Regions from separate parts of the Mus musculus genome. Here region 2 is linked to region 1. Evidence: chromatin contacts called from public HiChIP or PLAC-seq data. All regions are on one chromosome and are shown on one strand. Each heading gives the region's core, a stretch centred on a gene start, on an enhancer-like site or on the middle of the called end of the contact. The rest is flanking DNA. Distances are from core to core; before and after follow the strand shown. Region 1 holds the start of Dmrt1i (Dmrt1 interacting ncRNA). Region 2 overlaps Kpna7 (karyopherin alpha 7 (importin alpha 8)).

The links. HiChIP or PLAC-seq counts read pairs in DNA pulled down with a chosen protein or histone mark.
Region 2: an H3K27ac HiChIP or PLAC-seq map of extraembryonic endoderm stem cells shows a contact between it and region 1, with 2.9 times the contacts expected there. The contact joins the enhancer-like site here to the promoter of Dmrt1i in region 1. A contact is called at or near these places in 3 of 39 promoter capture datasets (embryonic stem cells, hippocampal neurons and stem cell-derived epiblast-like cells) and 2 of 115 datasets of contacts at active chromatin or transcription factors (extraembryonic endoderm stem cells and pancreatic cancer cells).

The regions. Positions count from the first base shown.
Region 1 is chr5:144,355,942-144,360,823 of GRCm38.p6, reverse strand. It overlaps Dmrt1i (Dmrt1 interacting ncRNA), which reads right to left and starts at 2,901. Exons shown (of 2, transcript NR_102374.1): 1 at 2,780-2,901; 2 at 1-371. Baiap2l1 (BAI1-associated protein 2-like 1) reads left to right here and starts at 2,712. Exons shown (of 14, transcript NM_025833.3): 1 at 2,712-3,033. The coding sequence starts at 2,983.
Region 2 is chr5:144,987,429-144,992,289 of GRCm38.p6, reverse strand. Kpna7 (karyopherin alpha 7 (importin alpha 8)) reads left to right here. Exons shown (of 12, transcript NM_001347531.1): 10 at 2,458-2,604. Among named protein-coding and RNA genes, the nearest start is that of Kpna7, 18 kb to the left of the region's middle. Within about 2 kb of position 3,544, at least 50 of the 459 cell types and tissues checked have an H3K27ac peak or open chromatin away from gene starts, as enhancers often do. A contact at or near this core is called in extraembryonic endoderm stem cells and pancreatic cancer cells, where this site is marked.

The sequences.
Region 1 (4,882 bases), core at 1,652-4,151:
CAAAACTGGCCATTCTAAAAAGATTTTCAGGAAGCAGGAAGATCGTAAGTAGGAAGTTATTTCCACAAAGTTGAGTTTGATATGCCCAGATAATCAATGCAAAGATTTGCATACACTTGAGAACTTCAATCTCTGATCAAATTCCAACCATGGCGATCTAACTGGGCCATCTGAGATCCTCACTGGCTTTATGACAGCTTGTTAAACTGTCCTCTCTGGCTCGGAACTGGTGCTGCCAAGCTGCGGGCTGTTAAAGGTTAAGCTTCCGCTCTCTTTCCAGCTCCTCGGATGACTGCCTGGCAGTGGAGGGTGAAATGACCTCATTCGTCAGAAGGAAGACACAGAAAGAGGTTCTGAGACAAAAAGGGGATCTGCCAAGGAAAGACAAGGAGTTTTCAAGTTCAAATAAAAGCCAGAAGACACCCTTGGTGAACCCTAATATGTAATGGTAGTAATTATAGAGTCCTGCTTACCACCCCGCATATGACAAGTGAACCCCAGTTGGCACATTTTCTGAGCCAGCTCCTAAAGATCCTTTAAAGACATGGGGAGCGTCTCCCACTGCCTCCAACATAGGGCTGAGGTGTTATTCCCTCCACCATGCAACCCACACCAACCACCATTTGCTTCCCAAGCCAGATATGTTTTATAGCCTGCAAAACGTGATAAGACTGCCCCAGAGTCCAAGTGCTTGTGTCTGTTCTAAGTCCAGAGTCATCCCATACTTTCAGTGTTTCCATCTGGGGCACACAGTGCTTTCTTTGTGTGTATTTCCCAGTGAACTTTATCCTGGAGCAGTTTAGAAGCTTCGTATCCTCCAAGCTCATAAACAAAGCAATCGTACCTGGACAGCTTTTAAAAATAAAGCCTTGCCCACTCCGGCTGAGTTCAAGTCTCAAGCGCTGAGTGTGTTTTCTGCTAGGAGAAGGTTGCTGTGGCCCTGGAGTCTGGGTCACCTCAGTCCTAGGTGTGTACTCTAGGACATGTTCAGAGCTGGGTTGGGTGTGACTGGGTAGACAACAGGAAGCACCAGGAAGGACTAGGGAGACAGCTCAGTAGTTAAGAACACTGGCTGTTCTTCCAGAGGACCTAGGTTTGTTTCCCAGTACCCACATGATGGTCACAACCTTCTGCAACCCAAGTTTCAGGGAATCTGAAGCCCTCTTCTGACCTCTGACATATGCACCAGGCATGTACATATATATGTATCAGTCACAGATGACATACATGCAGTCCAAGTAGCTTACACATAAAATAAAAGTTTTAAATAATGTGCCAGGAGCCACACACCTACATGGCCTCTACAAGATGAAAGAAAGCACAGACATCCTAGACGCCTCAGCCGACCTGGGGGCTGAGGAAATGGGTCAGTTTGTAAAGTGCCTGTGGTGCGAACATTGGGACCTGGGTTCCATCTGCGGAACCCATGTGAAAAGCTACATACAGTAGATATGCTCTTGTACTCCCAGTGCTGGGAATTTGGGAGACAGGTGGATTCATGGGGCTTGTGGAGACTTGATAGCCATCAGTCTATCCTTTTTAGCTACTTCAGTAAGAGACTCTGTCTCCAAGATATATATAGTAGATATCGGCTGAGGAATGACGCCCAAGGTTGACTTCTTGTAACACACACACACACACACACACACACAGAGGAAATTTTTAGACAGTCTTGTGATTTACATAGTTGTAAAGCATGGGATTTTAAACTTATTCTTAATGTTCTGTTATTCCAGTAATCAGATCTTGGCGTTAGTTACTTTTTTTGGCACCCCGGAACTTTCAAAATTGTGGGTGGCTCCATCCATGAGAAACCATGCCCCGTGGACCTTCAATCAGGGAAACCGATTCGTAGGAGGTATGTGGAAGTTACTCAAAGGCAGAGAGCTTAGAGGATTCACCTGCGGAGGATGTGAGCCTCGAGCTTTCAGAGCCAGCACCTTGTGGCGGACACTAGACCAAAGACCTAGAAGCCCAAAGGTCCAGGTCCTGTTCTAAAAGACACCACAGTGTAGGGGCTTGGCTGGAACTCTGGGAGGGCCGGGAGAGGGCGAACAGAGGTATTACCTCCACTGCCAAGCCTTAGGCGAGATGGCCTGGTCCACTGGGTCCAGCCACCTCGCCTTGTACTGCTCCAGCCTCGCCCACCAGGCTGCTCAGCCACGCCCACACGAGGAAGACTCTCCCATTCCCTTGCCTGCCTCAGCTGGGGCTGTCTAAACCACGCCATCCTCGCTTCAGCACCGCCCATCGGTCTGCTAGACCGCGCCCACCGGCTCAACTCTGCGGTGCCACTCTGGCGGACACAGCTAGGGCGACTTCGTTCACTCCGTCCCTTCTTGTTTCGGCCACGCCCATCCGCCATCTAGGCCACGCCCATCAGTCCATTTCAGGTGGGGGGAGTAAGGGCGCGTCCCCTCCCCTTGGCTTCTCCCTCTTGTTGGCCTCTCAGACCCCACCCCCGCTCCACGTCTCAGCTGGGGCCAATCAGTCCGGCGCGCTGGCCGGGCTTCTGCTCCGCTTAGCAAGCCCCTAGGCCACGCCCACCTAGCGCAACAAGTCTCTTCCAGGTTCCCCCGGTTGCCCCAAAAGATCGACCCTCCCACCAGGCTGTCTCCGCGCGAGGCCGCCCCGCCCACTCTAGAGTACTCAGCCTAGGCCCCGCCCACCTCAGGTGGGGCTGCCCCGCCCTCTGGCCGTACGGCCCCGCCCACTCCGCCCGCCTCAGGTGGGGCTGCCCGTCCCTTTGCTCGTCCCAGCCTTGGCAGGCTACGTCTACCTCGCAGCTCCTTACAGACCGAAGCGCCGCAAAGTTTTGACATTTTGGCAGCAGAGACGCGCACTGACTCTCTCCCGCTGACAGCTGTGGCGGCGGCCGACTCTCAAGGACCACTCAGTCTCAAGTCCTAGGCGCTCCCGCCGCCCGGCGGCCACGAGGCCCCGCCGCGTCCTCCCGCGCTCGCCCTCCCGGAGGCTGCAGCCATGTCTCGGGGGCCGGAGGAGGTGAACCGGCTCACGGAGAACACGTACCGGGTAAGTGTGGGACTTTGCGGAGCTCGAGACGGGAGACCGGGGGGATCCGGGACTCTGTGGTTCCAGGCTGAGGGCGGAGGCTGGGAGGCCCGGAGACTTGGGAACTCCAGGGTTCGAGGCCAGGAACGTGAGCCCGGACAAGCAGCTGACCATTGTCGCCAGCGGGGTCGGTCGAGATTCTTTTTCGCTTTTGAGATAAAGTGGGGACTTTACATGATAAGGGCCTCCCCTTCCCCCTTGGACCCTTGGAGACTCCCAGGGACCCCACATTTCCCGTGTTGGGGGAAGGGGATTGGAGACGTGGACGACAATCCGCGGGGTCCCCGAGAGGTTCTTATCCTCCCCCAACTTCTCTTTGTGGTCAGTGACTGCGCTGGTCTGACCGCTGGGGCTAACCCCTCCCCAGATCCAAAAGAGAGAGAGAAAAGAGACAAGCTCGAGTTTCCTCGGAGAAAAGAAAGAATGTAGGGGAGAAACTCCTCCGTAATTAGGAATCCATCGCCAGGTGAGCCTGGCTCCCTCGGCTCAGGGAATTTTCTAGGCTGCCAGGGAATCTGCTCCTGGGAAGACTTGAAACGCCTTCGCCCTCTTGGACTCTTTCATACAGTAGCTTTTAAGTTCGATTTGGCTTTTGATTACTTTTTGTTTAGCGTTTTGACAGTTTTATACATCTATATACAATTATTATGAGCATGTTCGCCCGCAGTTGGACTGTTTCTACGTTCATGATTTGGGGAGGTTATTGGAGTCAGAGAGCACTGAGATTTTAATAAGAATTGACTTAAGCTGACAGAACGTGTGGTGATTGGTCGCTTAACTGGCATGTTATGTGAGAGAATTTTTCCAGAAACAGACATGGGATTAGTGGCCAGTTTAGTAAGTTTAAGTACTTATAAATGAATTCCATTTGAAATGAGATATCCGTTTAATCATCTGCTATTAATAGAATACAAAACAACTTTTGTTTTAATTCCACTTAGGTCCACTGAACCCCTGAGATTTAAAGTTCTCTAAATTTACTTGTAGTCATGATTAAAACCCACTCTTTGGTCATTTCTCTAGATTCTTTTTTCACCCACTCTTTGGTCATTTCTCTAGTTTTTTTTTTTTCACCCCTAAAATTGAGTTTCTAGATTTGCAAGGTCTTAGTTCCTGAAATCAGAATTTATTGAGTTGCTGGAAAATCATTTTAAAGCAGCATGAAAATATTTTCAGAATTCATTGTGGCTCCAAATCATATCCACCCCTCCATGTGTGCACTATAACATTTATTCTAGATAGACAAAGTAGACTGTATTATTATGATTTTGAAGGTTCACAACTGTGACCAAAACCTGTTCCTATTAGTGTGCTTCCTTAATTAAATGATAATTTTTAGAAATGCCAGAAATTTGAATGTTTAAAGCCTTGTATTTGGATTGGCATTGTTCAGACTTAAATGATGTGAAGCCGGTAGAACTGGGGTGTGGGGTGTCGACAGAGTATGGAAGTAAAATGCCCTAGCGTGGGGGAGACAAGATACTCAGATGAATACTCAGTCAAGGAAAAACCATAACTGAGGAATGTGGGTTATTTATTGTAGTCTGTGCGTGGAATCCGAGCATCTGCTGCAGTGGAAAACACAGGCACAGTTAAGTTTCTCAAACACAATTGATTGTTTATCTTGCTGGTCTGGAAAGAAAATGTCAACTTTAGACAAGCAATCAGATGCCCTGAGCAAACTGTTCTTTTTCTCACTTCTGACTGAGAAACCTTTGGTTGGTGTGGGCAGGCAGATTACAGTACCACAAAAATGAACCACCTTGGCCTGTCTTTCTACCCACAGAGCTGGAGTAAGAGGAAGACTGTT
Region 2 (4,861 bases), core at 2,295-4,794, 630 kb before region 1:
CTAGCCTGGGTTATGTGAGACTCTGAATGAATGAGAGAGTGAATGAATGAATCATGAGGATTCTTGAGCCATTCTTCCTACCCTCCCTACATCCTGTGGGTAACACAATGCACTCAAAAAGAGGACTCCAGCTGGGCAGTGGTGGCACACGCCTTTAATCCCAGCACTTGAGAGGCAGAGGCAGGCTGATTTCTGAGTTCCAGGACAGCCTGGTCTACAAAGTGAGTTCCAGGACAGCCAGGGCTATATAGAGAAACCCTGTCTCAAAAAAAAAAAAAAAAGACTCCAAGCCAGACCTGTCATCCTAGGACTCAAGAGAGGAGAGGGGAGGTCATGGGTTTGAAGGCAGCCTGGGCTAAATAGTATGTTTGAGGCCAGCCTGGGCTATGCAATCTATGAAGAAATTGTATATTGGTCTGTCAACATTTTGTCACATGAGCGCCTTGGTGACAAGAGCTCAGAGCATACCTGTTGGAATCCTTCTTCTAGGGAGTCCATGTGTGAGTGACACGGGGGACTCTGTAGGCATTTCCTGTGAAGGAAGCCAGATGGAGGAGACACTACTGAGAGAGGGTAGTGGCTGCTGTCACACCTGTGGTGCTCAGGGAAGGGAGGGAACATTCTCTAAGCGTGAGAAGTGAGCATGTGGATGACTCTCGCGTCGCGGACACTTGGGGAGAAACATCGTAGGCAAAGGAATAACCAGGAGAGACGCAAGTAGCATAGCAAGGGCAAGAAGATGGAAGATGGAGGGAGAGGGAGAGGACTGAGGTCTGGGGCAGACGAGCAGAGAAAGCCCTCAGAAGCTTCACAACAGAACAAACGAGCCGAGGGGTTGTTTGTTTCATTTGTGTGGCTATGTGTCTGTATGTGGATATGTGCATATGAGTACAGGTGCCAACAGAGGCCAGAGCCACCAGAGTCCCCTGGACTGGAGTGGCAGGTGGTTCTGAGCCCCTGATGTGTGTGGGAATCCACCTCACATAGGATCACCTCTGTAGGAGGCGTTTTTGCTCTTAAACATCTCTCCAGACACATTTTTGGTTTTGATGCTTTTCCTTTTGAGATTTGACACAGGCTCTCCCTACATAACTTACACTGAACACACGGTCTCCCTGTATGACTTACATAGGACACATGGTAACACTTGAGCTTCCTGAGACCTCTGACATGCTGAGATTAGAGTCACACCCCGCCACGCCCACTTCTGCATCAGATTTATTTTAAAAGATCGGTTTACTTTTATTTTATCCGAATGGATATTTTGCCTGCGTGTATGTCTGTACACCACGTGAATGCAGGGCCACGGGGACCAGAAGAGGTCATGGAATCCTCTGGAACTGGAATTAGAGATAGCTGTGGGCTACCTTGTGGGAGCTGGGAACTGAACCTGTGTCCTTTGGGAAATGCCCTTAGCCACAGACCCATTTCTCCAGCCTCCCTATATCAATTGTTTAAGATCCAGTAAACCACCAGGGGTTAAAGTCATAGAAGAAAGACAGGCCTGGATTGGAAAGAACTATAAATCGTTCCTGAGTGGCACTGTGCCTGGACAGGATAATGTCATTCCCCAAGGACGGTCAGGACAAAGGTGAAGAGAGAAATGCTATGCGCTGATACCATGGATTCCTTTAATGACTGCGTTGAGTGGACTTGCCAAGCCCACACCTGGGGAGGTGGAGGTGGAGGTAGGAGGACTAGGGATTGAGGTTACTGTGCTCAGCTACATAGCCAAGTTCAAGGATGGCCTGGACTGCGTAAGACCCTGTCTCAGCAGTTCCTAGAGTCCTGTAATGCTCATCTAGGCTTTGATGTTTATTAAATGCTTTCTTACTTTGAATTCTTTGGTGCTTTGGACAAATGCCTTTTTGGATTTATTACATTAGTATCCTATGAATGTTGGATACATTTTTAGTAAAAAAGTGAATGACTGTGTGAACAAATAAACCCACCGGTGACTTCATGAATGTATTTGTGAGTGAATGAATTCCTGGGTGATTTTGTGAATGAGTGAATGAATTCCTGGGTGATTTTGTGAATGAATGAATTAGCAGATGCATTCCTGGGCAAATGGATTCCTGGGTGATTTTGTGAATGAGTGAGTGAATTCCTGGGTGATTGTTGTGAATGAAAGACTTTGTGGATGATTTTGTGAATGACTAAAGGCAGGGGTGGACTTTGTAAATAAATGCACTCAAGCACGATTGAGGAAATGAATTAATGACAGGAGAGGAGGGAGATCTTGGCCTTTTCAATGGGTCTGTGACCTTTCCTCCTGGATCAGGTCTGCCTCTAACTAAAACAGCCCCCTTAAGGCTGGCCAGCTGAAGTTCCACGTGCACGCGCGCACACACGCATGAGTACACACACACACACACACACACACACACACACACACACTGCCCAAGCACGCTCTGGGTCTCACTGTCTCTTTGCTGGCTTCTCGCCCATCCTCAGCATATAGACAATCTACAAGAGAAGAAAAGGCTGTATTTTCAGATAGAAAAATTTGGTGGCTTTGAAAAAATTGAGTGTTTACAGCACCACCACAACATTTCCATCAGCAATAGCGCCCTGGACATCATCGAGAAATACTTCTGTGAGGTGAGTAAGGAGACCCTTGTGTTGTGGGGCTGGCTCTTGGTGGCCGTGCTTCCACCATTATCCTGTGAACCCGGCTGGTCCCCGTTCTACAGGTGGCCTTTGAGTATCAGGAAGCTTGTCTGGGAGCTGGGGCATGGCTCAGATGATCCAGTGCTTGCTATGCAAGTGTGAGGACCTAAATTTGAGCCCATGTGAGAAACCCAGGCTTGTTGATCCATGTTTAGAATCCCAGTCCTGGGTGAGCACGGATGTTTGACCCAGTGCTTAGTCAGTCTAGCTAAACAGATCCCAATCCAGGGAGAGATGCAATGCAAAATTAAACACACCGCAGAGGCGTCGTCGGCAAGATGGATGATGGGTGGTGTCTTAGTTAAGGTTTCTATTGCTTCAATGAAACACAATGACCAAAAGCAAGTTGGGGAGGAAAGGGTTAATTAGGCTTAAGCTTCCACATCACTGTTTGCTACTGAAGGAAGTCAGCACAGGAATTCAACCATGGTAGGAGCCTGGAGGCAGGAGCTGACAGGATTCCCTTCAGGCCTCTCTTAGGCAATTTCTTTCTTTCTCTCTCTCTCTCTCCCTCTCTCTCTCTCTCTCTCTCTCTCTCTCTCTCTTTCTTTCTTTTATTTTCTATTGCTTACTAGCTTGCTTGCTCACTTGCTTGCTTGTGAGTGCTCTGTCTGCATGTACACCTGCAGGCCAGAAGAGGGCATCAGATCCCTTTATGTATAGATGGTCATGAGTCACCATGTGGTTTCTGGGAATTGACTCGGGACCTGTGGAAAATCAGTCAGTGCTCTTAGCTGCTGCACCCCCTCACCAGCCCTGGAGACATTTTCTTAATTAAAGTTCCCTCCTCTCAAATGATACGAGACTATCCTCAACGTCTGTGTAAAGGCGCTCCATGTCAGGCTTGAGGACTGGCATCCCTGGGACCCATGTACGTGATAGGAGAATCATGACTCCTGCCGATTGTCCCTAACCTCATGCACAGGGTACACACACACACACACACACACACACACACACACACACACACTGTTTAAGCAACACAAATAGCTCCTATGGAATGACAACTGAGGTTGGCCTTAGCCTTCCTAGGGCACACAAAGCCAGTCTACACCCATGGGAGCTTATCTCTTGGTTTCTGGTTTTAAACTGTCTTTCCCTTGCCTCCCCCGCCCCCCCTCGAGCCCCACCCAGGGGAATAGGAGTGGAAGGGACAAAGGACAATACTCTGAAAGAGATTTTTCTAAGAATGCAAACAATGCCGTCTGGCCCAGCTTTTGGGGGAAACCATTTCAACACTACATTTTGTCTCTTTCTAGAACACATAAGTTTGGGAATGAGTTACTCCATAAAATGTCTGAGTTGTCTGTGGCCTGGGGAAGTAGAGATCAGATAGAGGTTTCTGTAAAGGTCTATCCAGTGGTAGGATATAAATAACATAAAGTTTACCAGGTGACCACTTCGCAGGGGGAGATGACGCAGGCCTGTAACCCCAGCACTCAGGAAGTAAAAGCTGGGAAGGTCGGGAGTTCAAGGCCATCCTCAAGTGCATAGGGAATTCAAGGCAGTGGAGACTTTGAAGACATCCTTAGTTGGTGACATGTTTGCCAGACAAGTATGAGGGCCAAGGCTTGTAATCTGACATCCATGTAAAACTCTGGGCAAGGCACAGGCACCTGGAATCCCACTGTTTGGAAGACAGAGACGGGGGGCTTGATGGCCATCCAGTCTATCCAAACTGGAGGGCTCCAGATTTAGTGAGAGACATCCACCCCCAAAAGACGAAGGTGGAGTGTGATTGAGGAAGACACCAGAAGTCAACCTCTGGCCCCTGTACACACGGGTGCACGTGACCCTGTGCGCATGGTAGTTACACATTCTGCACATGCGCACATGGCTCGTTTGATTCCTCTTCCTCGAGAACCTGATTCTGCGCATGCGCACAGGTCTTGTTTGATTCCTCTTCCTTGAGGACCTGAGACAGTGCAAGTGCATAGCAGCAGATAGTAGAGAACTGAGGCTGGGCGGAGTGGGAGCTAGGCGTTAGTGTGAGCGAGGACAGAGTTTCAGTTAGGGAAGAGGGAGAGGGAGAGCGGTGATGGGTGGGTGGGGGGGGGGGGTCACAGCACACGTGTTCTCAATGGCAGCCAAGTCTGCTTAAAAATCCACAAGATGGAACTGGTAAAACGGCTCGGGGTGTAAAGGTGCTAAGGTGCTTACTGCCTCACCTGAGGGGCTGAGTTCAATT